Linked DNA regions of Zea mays: regions 1 and 3 are each linked to region 2. A link is a contact called in public Hi-C data. All regions are on one chromosome and are shown on one strand. The core of a region is the stretch at or near the end of the contact, and the rest is flanking DNA. Distances in the headings are between cores, read along the strand shown. Region 1 holds the start of LOC100501921. Region 2 holds the start of LOC100281274 (39S ribosomal protein L47). Region 3 holds the start of LOC100191308.

Region 1 (4,511 bases), core at 1,659-4,158, 190 kb before region 2:
GCCAAATGATCTGGGTGGCGATCACTGTATCCTAATCCTGCCCCACACTCCACTCACTACGCAGAAAACAGTGTGTTCCAAATCAGAGCAGCTCTAGTTTTGCTTCATACAATAACACTGTGCTCGTCTCCATCCCCCCCAAGATTCTTCCTTGGTGCGTACAGGCTTTGGACCTTGGACCATCCTTCGTGAACACGCACCCCATACCTGTTCCTTTCAGGCATAACAATACAATTCTTTGATCCCCTTCCCTGAGCTTTTTGGCTAAGATCAAGAGCATGCAACGTGTAATAATGCAGAAAGAGTGATGGGCGCGTGCACTGACCGAAAGCCATTTTTTTTGCCATGAAGAACCGCGTGTAGATCAACTCAAATCTTTGTCGATAGAAACCAGGTAAGTGATCAGGTCAAAGACCTTGAACAGCATAGTGGTCCAACATCCAGCACCCTGCAAAACCATAAACTAGGCCTAATGATATGTGACTGTGCCAACTGCCAAGTGATAATGCTTAATGGATTTCAGCTGAAAGACACAAGATGATGGTGATGATGAAGGCTTAGACTCTCAGCAAGCACACAATAGGTGGTTAAAGCATAATCAACCTTGTAAACTATGTGGAGGAGAGACTGGAAGGCAGTGAAGTACCACTTGTGCAATGCAAACACAAGTGTTTCTGGTTTCCTCTTCTTTGAATCCCCCTTAAGAAAAAAAAGGTAACAGAGACTATTCACCAGAGAAGGCTGTTAAAATCTACTAAGGAGAAACATGTGTTAAATATTACTGCAAAAGACACTGCATAGCATTAAGTGATGAACCATTTCATTTTAGAATGTGAGGCTAGGTAATGAGCCTAAATTTCGCACCAACTTCAAAACATTTACATATTATAAGATCTCAAGGACAAGGCACATATGTAGAAAGCTAAGACTGATTCTTCACATGAATGTTTAACAGGTGCGGATGTCAACATTTGGGCAAAACAAGGTAATTGAAAACCTGGAATAAACTGTGCTGTCTGTGCAGCAGTCATGACAAACAGTCCTAAATTACGACATCTCAAATATGTGTTGGTTTCACAAAAAAAGAATCTTTATAAGACTACCTTGTGGCATTGGCTAAAAGGATTCAATATGATTGACAGTTTCATTCAAGATACATAGTAAGATGCAGTCGCAACAAGCCAAATTGAAGCACACAGAGCAAAAGATTTTTTTTCTTTCTTGAAATCAAAGTGACGAATTACACAGAGAAGTCAAAATCACGTAGGTAAATATGTAACACGATATAGTCTTCAACATATGCATTCTGATCATAAAAGGAAGAATATGATTCATTGATATCCATCAATCAAAGGGTACAACAGGGTGACTGGCCAGTCAGTTTTCTGTTACATTACTCCACCCCAAAGGGCGGACAAAAAATCTGACCTCAAATTGCTTCTCCAGTAAGAACAGACACAAGGAAATCAAAAGAATTTGATCCAACATTTCTCTTGCAAAATAAACAGTGCACACAAAAACTTGTGCCGTGGTACCAGAACTCCAGAGATCCAGGTTGGGATCTCACTCTATCAAACACAGGTACACAACTCCGGTCTCCATATGAACCAATCACGCAGGCAGGAAGCAAGAGAAGAAAGGATCACGAGACGAATAACCATCCACGTTTGTAGCACATGAGTGTGATCACCGTCGCCGCCGACCACACAGCCACGATCCACCGGGCCGCAAGCAATGCGGCCTCCTTCATGGCAACAGACCATCCAACAAGCCAGTACATCCCCTCTAAGCCCTCAAAGAAGTCCTTCCCTTGAACCCGCCACAATGCAAGCAGCGACAGCACGAGCAGTGGCGGCGCAACGAGCTGCGTGGCCACGGCGCAGAGGTGGTGGTTGTGCAAGAAAACCTTGGCCCGGCCGTACTCAGTGTCCGGCGCACGGCTCGCGTGCAGACGCTGGTACCAGCAGAACACAGCCTCATTGAGGTACATTTGCACGGCAGGCCGCGCCGCCAGCAGCTGCAGCCCAGCCGCGGCGGCGAGCAGCTTCGCCTCCTGTTCCGCGCCATCCATGAATCCGCAGCATCGTAGGATCGTGGCCGTGGAGGAGACGAGGACGGTAAGGTGGAAGATGAGGCGCGCCGGCGCAGAGGACGATAGCACGGCGAGCCCGGTGCGGGGCTGGTCAGTGCCAAGCCAGAATGCGCGCGCGAACCGCGCGGCTGGGAGCGCGGCGAGCGACGCGAGCGCGCCGGCGAAGGGGCTGGATGAGAGCAGAGTGGTAACGAGGAGCGCGCCGAGCGCGGCGGCGAGCAGCGCGGGGCGCGGCGACGGGACGACGACGTGGCGGAGGAGTGCAACGAAGAGGTAGGCCGCGGGGACGAGCGGCGCGAGCGGGGAGGCCCCGGGGGCGGCCGGGAGCAGGAGCGCGGGCAGAAGGAGCGCGAGCGGGAGGAGGAGCGCGAGGTGGTAGGCGGCGAAATGGGGGCGGGAGGCGAGCGTGGCGTGGGAGAGCCGGAGGCGGTAGAGCTGCGCGGAAGTGGCGTCGAACGGGTCCTTGTCCTTGGCGGCGCCGCGCTTGGAGGAACCCGGGGCGGGACCGGCGTTGGAGCCCGGCGGGCGGAGGACTGCGCGCGGGGTGTTGGAGGGGACGGCGTCCGGGTGGATGTAGGTGTGGAGGGCGTAGAGGAAGAGGGAAGGGAGGTGGAGGAAGTGGGCGGCGGCGGCGAGCGCGAGCGCCGCGGCCGCGTGGAGGAGCGCCGGCGGGATCGGGACGGGTAAGGACACGGCCATCGCCGGCGGCTGGAGCTGGTAGGTAGGTGGAGCACTGGATCTGACTGAGTGGTGATGGGAGGTGGCCGGTGGGTCGGCGGAGAAAGCAGGGCAAGGCTGCGCAGCACAGGAGAGGAGCAGGAGAGTGGAGTCGGAGATGGACCAAGTGCTTGGATGGAATTTGGGCCAAAACCCTGTGGGCTTCAGAGTTGGGCTCGCATATGCAGATCTGATGATTGATATAACTAATCTCATGGCACTTTTTTGTGTTAAAATATCAACATTTCTCGTAAAAAATTAACAATTCTAAACAAGAATAAATAAACACCAAAATAGATTAAAAAAATTCAGGACGCATGTGCAGATGTGATCGGTATTGATGTATTGATCGTATGACACTTACTGTTAAAAAAATATATTATGATTGATATAGAATAGGAAATAGAGTAATATATGTGTGCAGGAGAGGTGCTATATAAATGAGAATTTTGATGACTAGGATAGATTTTTTTTTGAGTATGGATATAGAGTTTTATGATTACGGATAGTCTAAGTACAAGTTGTGAATACAAGGAGTAAGAACGTACATTTTTTAAAAATAATAAACAAAGTTTGGCAAAAGAAAATGTGAAAATGGGCATCATATCATCGTTAAATGCTTATAAGCGCCAACCAAACAATACATATTTTGCAGGTGTACTTTCAAGCAAGAAAATAGCAGACATTTGGCAGTGTACCAGTACTAGAACCACCAAAAAATGTAAGCTCAAAAGTCAAAACACCCACTGAAAGCAGAAAATTGTGCTACATTGTTTTACGTTCATAATTCCATTTCAAGCAGACAAACACCTGAGTCGTGACGAACAAAGTTGGGTACACGCACCCAGACATTCCAATGAGCGGCACACATATATTTAGATACTATTATTATTATTGCGTATATCATACAATTGCATACACTAATCACAGCGAGCCTTCTCAATGTCTGCAGTGAAGGAGTAGCAAAAAAAAAAAAACTCATGGCAGTTTATTTATTTCATCAGGTGGGGCCAAATGAATAGGAAGTTCACAGACTGAATAATGGTACAGCAGACCTAGCTTTCATTCTTTTTAATGCAGAGGAGAGATCACTCCCCGCTCAGGATGGGGTTGATCAATGGCTTCATCTGAGCAAGGTAAACGATAGCATACCTACGGAGAAAAATTAGTACATGGTTAGCGAACGAATGGAGGAGCCTCAATATCGAGTGTTGAGTGAGCCAAAAAAAAAAATTGAATGATACAGGAATGAAGGTACAAGTAGCAGAAAGCAGGTTTCGTCTTTTGGATATTTCAAACTTCTACATATCATTTTTATGCCACTTCCATGTTTCCAACTAGTAGATCGCTACTACTACATACACCCCCCACTCCCACCCCCCACCACCCCGGGAAAGCAGGAACAAAAACACCTAGATAAAAAGGCATAGTGCGGAAGTGTGAACTATGTCTCCACATCCTTCATCTAGTCAGTTAAGAATCAGTTAAGTTGTGAAAAAATGAATTCATAACAAACTTCCCAGTGTCATGTTATTTGCCTGATCAATAGAATATAAAGTGGGCACATGTGTAGTACAAGGACTAGTAGAAATGAATGCATAACAAACTTTCCAGTATCATCTTATTTGCATGAGATCGATAGAATTTAAAGTGAGCGCATGTATAGTACAAGAACTAGTTGAAAGATTGTTTGTCAAGATCA
Region 2 (4,752 bases), core at 2,156-4,655:
GAAGAACATACCACAATTTCTGAAGGTCATCCCAAGATTTTAGTCGCAGTTCAGAAGCCTTCCAGCTGCGACCTAACGATTGATGCAACAAAGAAAAGGGGGACAGTAAGATTTCTAGAGAAGCAATGTTCAAACAATAAAAAATATATGCAGAAACAACAGCGTATCTAAATGACTAAATCTATGAAATGGTCATAAACTTGTCAACAGTTACATGAGTAGTACTACCTCCGTTCTCGAAAATTTGTTGTCCGCTAGTTTATTTTTGTACTAAAACGCGACAAATCATTTTTGTACGAAAACGCGACAAATCATTTTTGTACGGAAACACGACAAATAGAAAAGAACGGAGAGAGTATTTGTCGCAGGAACACAGGCAGGTACAAAGATTTCTGTAACGCAACCAAATAAGCCCTCTGGATGACATGTGCATATCCTGAAGGTTACTTGAACAAAGGCAACAGCAGGCCCATAATTTACCCAGACCAAACAAAGCCCATTTGCCAACACCACATTAGAAGTTCATCACAGGACATAATCTTCAGGTATGTCTAGTGTTTATCAAAGGAATAGATAGAAGCACACTTACTGCCCTAATGTAATGGGGCCTGCAACTAATGATTCGGATATAGTAAATGCCAGCCAAGTATACAGCTACGTTTACAACTAGTGATTCAGATATCGAAAGCCAGACAGGTAGACAGGACAACAACGTTAATTCCCCAAAAGAACGACCTACGGGCATACTTGCTATAGATTAGAGCGGATGCAAATGAGTGAGCATTGGCCAAATCGAACTCACATCAGTAGGCTTGGGCACTTTTAAGCCGAAACCGAATTACCGAACCGAAATTTCGAAAACCGACCCGAAGTTTCGGTTTTTCGGGGTTTGGTGTCGGGTTCGGTTTCAATTCCTGAGAACTTCGGTGCTCGGTGTCGGCCTCGGTTTTAGGCTTACACCGAACCAAAACACCGGTTCACCGAAACGGCAGCAGCCAGGCGCCCCGCCCCCCAGGCCCCAACTGGCCTGGCCAACTCGGCAAGACAGCAACTCCCCACGGCCCAGGCCAATCGTGCAGCGTCCCACCATTCCACCGGCCCATAGCCCACTTCTCTCATTCTCTATGCGCCCAACTCAGCAACTCCCAAGTTCCAACCCTAATCCGTTCGACAGACGACAGTCCCCACACCCTAGTTCCCCGCTCCCCACGCGGCCACACCAGTGCTCAACGCCTCAACCCGGCGGCGGCAGCAGCACTACGAGCAGTCGAGCAGAGCCGCAGAGGGCCAACCGGCGTGACGGCATTGCACGGCAAGAGGAGCGGTGGGCGACATCAGCCATCGGCGCCAAGTTCTCCGAGCAGTACAACGGCGCCTATAACTGAGCAGTCCTCCAATGTATTTCACCTCTACTCTACTCTACTCTACTCTACTCATCTCCATTCTCTTGTAGTCTTGTAATGTGGTCTTTGAGCTATTAATAGATTTATGTCCTAGTGAAGATACTGGATACTGAATGCTTCAGTTTTTTATCTGTGTAGTGTTGTCAAATGTCAACTGTGGTCTTTGAGCTATTAATAGATTTCTGATTTTTTATTTTCAAACTTTATCTTGTAGATGGGGGACATTGATGATGTTGCTGTTAATGAAGTGAACGCAAAAGAACCGATAGCGACAGATGCCGACAAAGGCAAGGAAGAGCAGCCCAATGATGCACCAACAGAGGAGGATGGCAAGAAAAGGAAAGCTATTGCTCCAAGGTCAGATGTATGGGAACATTTCAGCAAAGTTAGAACTGAAGGAGGGGAAGACAGAGCCAAGTGTAGGTAACTAGGTATTGTGGCAAGCTCTTTCGCTGTGACAAGGACAAATGGTACATCTTCTTTGAAAGGTCATATAAAGGTTTGCAAGAAGAATCCAAACAAACTAGTAATTGATAATCAAGGTACTTTACGGCTACAACCTTGTCCTGGCAATAGTAGTGTTGATACTGTTTCGACATGGAAATTTGATCTGGATGACTTAAAGAATAGTTTTGCTGAAATGATAATTGAGGATGAACAACCTTTTGTCTTGTCTGAACGTCCTGGTCGTAGAAAGTTTCTAGCTAAAGCATGCCCACGTTTTGTTCAACTTGGTGATCAGAAAGAGGGGATCAGATACTCAACTTGGTTATGTTTTTCTGTGTGGCAATTGATCCAAGGTATAAACTTTCTAAGGCAACAACTGCTATGCAAGCAGTGCTTCTGTGCAAGCGTGCAAGCAAACCATCTGATCTATTAGATCGTGATCCAACCGTAGGTCACATTTAACACTTACTATTACTGCAGAGTTTGTGGCCTCACTGTTTCTAAGGAGACAACAACCACCCCTACCAATTCTTGAGCATGAAAATTTGATGAATGGTGAATGGAAAATATGAGGCTATCAAAGTTTAAGCTCAAATATGTGATCTGTGATCTCAAACTATCAATAATTGGAAGTTATGTAATGTATGACTTGAAGAGTTGAAGTCTGGACTCTGGACCATTTAAATTTGTTGTAATGTTTGTTATTGAATTTGTGACTTGCTACTAGTTATTGTGGACTTATGTTCATTGTTGAGTGCTGTGCTGCTGGTTATCTGCATGTGTGCTGCTGGTTAGTGGCTACTTGCTGCTGTTTATTCAATTTTGAATACGGTCATAGCACAGGAGCAGCCGAACAAAGCTTTGACTGAGATGGATTTCGGATGTTCAGTTTAAACCGAACACCGAACCGAAAAACCGAATAGCTCGGTTTTCTTTTCTGAGACACGTAGACCGGTCTGCTCTGTCTGTAAACCGAACTTCTACAACACCGAAAAAACCAATTGCCCAGGCCTACACATCAGGGGGCAACAGCGCACTTAAATCAACATCATACAAGTAAAAATCCCCCTCAACCTCCTTAGATCCTTTCCAATCCCCTCGGATGAGAAATTGACCGAACATAGCCTCAATGGGCTGGCTTCGTCGACCATCTGCGCTAGTCACACCCACGCTGCTAGTCAACGAACACCACGAACCGATCCGCCGCGCGAGGGAGAAAGGTGGGGGATGCATACCGTAGTGGGGAGGAGGCTTGCCCTCCTCGGTGCTCCGCTCGACCTCGAAGAACTCCTCGAGCGGGTTCTGCGCCGTCCTCACCGCAGCCGTCGACGCGGCCTCGGCGGACGAGAAGAGCCGCCTCCCGATCGCCCTCGACAGGGACAGCATCACGGCGATGGCTGCGGCCTGCAGAACGACGGATCGGGTAAGGATTCCGGGCACGGGAAGAGTCCCACTCGAGGAAGGGAGGAGAGGGGCGAATGAGATACCGGCGGCGGCGGCGAGTGATCCGCGAGGGAGGTGGGGATAAGAAGGAGACAAGGGTTTAGACGCGATGCGACATACGAGAGGGGTTTTCGCTTGCAAATATAGGAGTGCGCTCTACTAAATCAGGCACTGACAATGTGGACCCACGCATTTCTCCTTTTGCTGAACTGAAGTGAGGGATGAAAGCATATCCAGTACGGCAGTACCGATTACAATTTTTTTGAACGAAGTGGACCGATTACAATTTACAAAACCGTAGTTGAATTTGTATATCCGTCATTGTTTTAATAAGTGAAAAATGTTGATAACAATAGCGACAATATTAACGCTAACGCGTCTAAAAAAGGAAGGAATATGACTTGTTTTTAAATTCAGATTCGACCGACAATGTTAGCGCGTCTAAAAAATGGAAGGAATATGACTCAGTTTTCAAATTCTGATTCGACGGTTTTTTCAAACAGTTTTAGATTCAATCAAATTCATACAAAAGGTATACAAGTATATTTATGACACCAAAAGGTATTATCAGATTGATCATAAAACACATTATTATAGCAAATCTGTTTTTAAACAGAAATGTCGATACTGTTTTTCATCATTAAGTTAAACTTAAAGTAACTTTTTATAGTAAACCTATTTTTAGATATTAATATTGGTTCTGTTTCTATGAACGCATGTCTACTAATCATGGATTTGGAGAGCCTTCAGTACTCAAAAATGAAAATGCCAGCAGTTATGTTGCCTATTACAAAAAAAATGCTATACCGTACCCATAGACACCCACCAGAATGCAACGATCCGTTACAAGGTAGACCATAAGATATGTAATATTGTCTTCTAACAAAGTTCTCTTCCCAAAAATTCTGAAGCAGCAATCCTCAGTTACTCTAGCTCTTGCCTATGTTGTGAAGGAACACACTTTCTACCCACTGCATGTGCAGGATCAATCCATTTCAAGCTTACCAAAACCCCTGCAAAGGCAGGAACGGGGTCAATGTGACGGGCCCCATTCATCCTCTGCCCCTGCCCCTGCCTCGTCCTCCACCTCTTCCTCGACCACCTCCACCTCTTCCTCGACCGCCTCCACCTCTGCCACCACCGCCTCTACCTCTGCCACGATTTCCGCCAAACATATAGAACTCGGCTTTTCCCTGCTTCAAGCCCAGCGGCTGCACAGCTCTCTTTTTGACACCCTTGGGTTCATCGTCGCTAGACGACTCTTCCTTGTGCCTTCTACGGCTTTTAGAGAAAAACGAAATCTCTCGTGAGCCACCAGGCCCGTACTTGACCGCATCAAGTGCTTTGGAGTTCTGTTTCCTTTCCAGGGCAGCTATCCTATCCTCAAGGGGAACAGCATCCTCGTTTGATAAAGAGACGCTGTTCAAAAATGCTTCCGCATGGTGTTCATCCTTGACCT
Region 3 (4,195 bases), core at 915-3,414, 220 kb before region 2:
GTTTACCTTTTTACCTAAATATATCTTCCAAAGTCTTGTATATGCGGCATTTGATTTTTTTTGTACCAAATTAAGATGAGTATACAGGTGCTGAGTGTAGGACCACCTTTTTGAAAATAATCTAAGTAAATATCGCTAATATGATTGAAATGTCTTTGTCTTTGGGTGTTACTGTTGTTCAGTAGATTGGTTGATTTTCTTTCAAAACATGGTTTGCATGGGCCAAGACTTACGAAAATAGTCGGTGTAAGTTTTTCATAAGTAAGAAAAGTCATAAAACTGTGAATAGATTGGTATCCTTGGTTGCTTCTGGTTTATGTGATTCAACTTATCTATATTTTATATGACTACTCTAGGATTTCGAAGAATACAGTGGACTTGAAAAGGTTGCTGAACTTTTAAAGGATGTGCAAGTGGAAAAGCATATAAGGCAAGCATTGTTCCTTCATATATGTTTTTGTTTCTTTTTGTCTAAATGCCTAGCTTCATAATTTGAATGTACCTTTATTTTCACTGCCCATATAAACAATATATCATTCTGGTGAATCAATCTATATGTATATTATCAGCCGTGTGAACTGAAAAAACATAAACAAGTGAAATGATGAAATGGAAAAGGAGCCGCATAAACTATTCGGTTGGTAGCTCGACAAAGGTTCCCACTTGACAAAGCTTTATATACCTCTGTGAAAATTATTTTTGCTTGCTGCAAAGATATATTTGTGTATGAAAAGCTGAGGCTCTGTTTGACATTGTAATGGCTTCTCCTTGGCACCTGTTGGTTTCTATTTTGAAATGACCTAGAGTTTTTTTTCATTTGATGTTTCAATGCAGATTGAAATGTGGGGAATTCCTATTGTTGCTCATTGGACATGTTTTTGTGAAGGAAAACTCTCCCATACATGAACAAATGAAAAATCTGTTTGGTGAGCAGTGCGCATCACTTATATGGGCAGCAAGCCGGTTCGGCTCCACCTTGGATGCAGAGCAAAGGCAGACGACCTTGCAAATACAAGCAATGAGAGTTGTCGAATCCTTGGAACCCTACTAGGACTGGTGCATTCATCTGTGTAACTTACGGGTGATGACAATTTGATGTCTCTAATCTGAGCTGCATGCTCCATTTTGTTCATGCAAGCTTTGTTGTCATTCTCTTCTGTGTAAAGCCATTCTTATGCTACTCTTTTTAGTAAGCTTTGTTAAAAGGATCGTATTAGTTCCATTTGAGAACAATGCATTAGGGAGACACTAGGAAAACATTAAAATATCCATTTTGTTGTGGTAGATTTGAGCTGTTGTACCTGTGATTCAAATAAAAGTGGTTAGTCCAAAGTGCTAGTGAATGTTATTGATCCCTTAACTGATTAAACTGAATACAGTCGGTTCTTGTTCAGTGCATTGGCACGCATTGCATTAGTTCTTAGCACCTTTTGAAATGGTAGTGGTAGAGCTTATCATATACTCACTCTGTTCCATTTTATTTTTATAATTCTCTTGACTTTTTTACCTTAATTTTGATCGACTCATCTTATTAAAAAAAACACTATTATTATAAATTTTTACTATGATATTGTTTAGCATGTAATATACTTTAATTTTGGCTTTCAATTTTTAAGTTTTTTCTGAAATTTTGAATAAGACAAGTCAATCAAACTTGATCTGAAAAAGTCAAATGAATTATAAATTGAAATGAGAGGAAGCATAATTTTTAGTTTGTATGATACACTTAGCTGGTATGAATGTAATTTCAACGTTTGATTTGGTTAAAAGTTCCAAATGCTACGTGTGTAATTGAAACAACCTTACAAATCTCACAAAGCTGATATGGCTGTACCGTTAGAACTAATTCATTCTGATTTGTATGAAATTAATGATGAGTTAATCAAAAGTGGCAAAAGGTATGTCGTAACATAGATGAGTGCACTAGATGCCTCTACGTGTATTTATTACAATTAAAATATAAAGTATTGCTTTACTACGAGATCTTAAAACATTAAAACTGATGTAGAAAATCAATTTGAGAAGAAACGGTTACAGTCGAGAGAGTATTTCTCAAACGAACACTAATGTAGGATGTGCGGCTGACAACTAGGCCCTGCCTATCAGTCTGATATTTATCCCTTCCCCGTTCTCTTCTTCCACCCAGTGTCGAACGCCAACAGGGAAAAAACGACGCCCAGAGCGCCGGCCATCCGCCCATCCCTCCCTTCGCCCGTTCGCTGGGCTCCGATCTCTCCGCCGCCCCAAGCCCGACGGCCCCCACCGTCCGACCTAAACCAATAATACGGCGAAATAGCTGCCACCGCAACTCCTTTTCCGACCTGACGTGCATAGCGCCAGGGCTACCGAAGTTCGCTTCCGATTCGATCTCCACAGCTCCGACCCGACCGCCGCATCTCCGCTCTTACTCGAAGGTGGAGGTCTCCTTCAGCCGCCTTCTACGTCATCGCAACTGCCGGGGTCGGTGGCTGCCTCGAGCACCGTGGCACCTCACGGAACCTTACAGCCTTACAGGTATATCAGTGCTCGTGGAGGTGGTGGGGTGTGCTGTTCAACCTGGGAGAAGGACAGGCAAATTCGAGCCGTGGGAACCCTAGACAGTAGAGGTAGATGGCGTGTGGGAGGTGATGAAACAGCAGAATACCTGTCTCAGATTGTAGCATGCGTTTTAGTGCTAAAATAGCAAAGACAGACCAGATATTTTGCTACTGACTAGTATGCAGCAAGTTCAAGTCTCGACTTAAGTGTTTAAAAGCTAACTTCTTTTAATGAAATCCATTAGCAGAGAAGTGGAAATTAGGCATATACTGAGGTTTTGTAGAAATACAAGGAAATGACCTATCTTTTCAACTGAATGAAAAGGAAAGGAAATGACAGACCTAAGCTCCTACATGAGTAGGGTCTAGAGAAGGAATAACTGAGGCAAGCTTACCCCTGCATTTCATAAAGAGGCTGCATCGAACCCAGATATTTGGCTCAGTGGAAAGGCTTCTCACCATTGCATTAGGCATTTCCTTCTACCTTTCGAATAGAAGCACAACAAAAAACTCCATATCGTGATATGCATTAAATATACTTGTGAACCTAAAATCATATGGTTTGAAGTTTATAAGACTAGAAGTTTCCATGGTGTACTATTGTCCATACCCAAAATGGATTATTGTAGCCAACATTGCTGTAAAAGCAGTTGTCACATTTCACTTAATGTTGACACTTAACTCATATATAAGTTTTGCTATCGCGTCACATAATGACTATTGCGTCACATAGTGACACAATGTTCATAAAAATTCAAATATGTTGTTTGTGCTGGTGCTGCTACAGGCTTTATAATCAGAACTTTCCTTTTTCTCACTCAGTAATTATTTCCTTTTTGTGCAGTTTCATGGAGTGTGGACTTCTGTTGCGAACAAACATGGAGAAAAGATATCTGTGATCTCAACTGAAATATGGAGCCAGTCAAACTAGTTGAGGGGTACAACTTTGATGACCATACTACAAGTGATGTCCGTGTTTGCTTTAAACTGATTGATGAGCAGCCGGAATGGTTTTCCTGCCACTCATCTGTTCTTTCCCAAAACAGCAAGTATTTTTCAGATCGGCTTGGTCAAAATGATATCCGCTCTAATAGTTGCGTTGAAATTGAATGCCCAAGAGCTCAGTATGACCATTATGTCAAGATGTTGAAGTTGATGTATCTTCCCGGGGAATCAATTGTAGATTCATTTGATTCTGTTAAATCAGCTCTGGGTGTTCTTCGAGCATCAAATTCACTCGGATGCGAGTTGGTTACCAAAGGATGTATTGCATACATTGAAGCTGTCCCATGGGATGATAATGAGGAGGAGGAGATATTAGAAGTAGCTCGGAGCCTTGGCTCAGATGCAGTGTCTCTATTAGCTCGTCTGCATGCCCCAAGTGCAGACGCTGTTAAGAATGTCTTCATCTCTGCCATACGATTTGCTACGTGCATGGAAACGCTGTTCCCTCCTTTTCTGGATGACCTCAAGACTTCTGCTCAGGAGCAAACTGACTTTATGATCCATGAAGACGATGAAACTGCTCTGGTTATGATGGATGAAGATGTCAGATCTGTGGTGCAGGAAGGTATAACAAAACTGTTATCTGGACTTAGGACCGGGCTTGATCTGTTGGCAACCGAGTTTGATCAATCACCTGATCAAGCAGAGAAAGG

Evidence for each region. A called contact is a pair of places that touch in the nucleus more often than the background predicts.
Region 1: a contact with region 2 is called in a Hi-C map of leaf, with 4 times the contacts expected there. The contact joins the promoter of LOC100501921 here to the promoter of LOC100281274 in region 2. A contact is called at or near these places in 7 of 25 Hi-C or Micro-C datasets (bundle sheath, ear, endosperm and 2 more).
Region 3: a contact with region 2 is called in a Hi-C map of ear, with 1.8 times the contacts expected there. The contact joins the promoter of LOC100191308 here to the promoter of LOC100281274 in region 2. A contact is called at or near these places in 3 of 25 Hi-C or Micro-C datasets (ear, leaf and root tip).

Annotation. Positions count from the first base shown.
Region 1 is chr9:26,443,826-26,448,336 of Zm-B73-REFERENCE-NAM-5.0, forward strand. It overlaps LOC100501921, which reads right to left and starts at 2,909. Exons shown (of 1, transcript NM_001196559.2): 1 at 1,308-2,909. The coding sequence starts at 2,791. The coding sequence ends at 1,643. It overlaps LOC109942225 (V-type proton ATPase subunit e1), which reads right to left. Exons shown (of 3, transcript XM_020544032.3): 3 at 3,625-3,961. The coding sequence ends at 3,898.
Region 2 is chr9:26,635,361-26,640,112 of Zm-B73-REFERENCE-NAM-5.0, forward strand. LOC100281274 (39S ribosomal protein L47) reads right to left here and starts at 3,406. Exons shown (of 4, transcript NM_001374587.1): 1 at 3,338-3,406; 2 at 3,086-3,254; 3 at 1-72. The coding sequence starts at 3,236. LOC100381920 reads right to left here. Exons shown (of 17, transcript NM_001361555.1): 17 at 4,139-4,752. The coding sequence ends at 4,346.
Region 3 is chr9:26,416,199-26,420,393 of Zm-B73-REFERENCE-NAM-5.0, forward strand. LOC100191308 reads left to right here and starts at 2,165. Exons shown (of 2, transcript NM_001136742.1): 1 at 2,165-2,514; 2 at 3,382-4,195. The coding sequence starts at 3,450. LOC100272392 (binding) reads left to right here. Exons shown (of 5, transcript NM_001146872.1): 4 at 357-430; 5 at 835-1,329. The coding sequence ends at 1,051.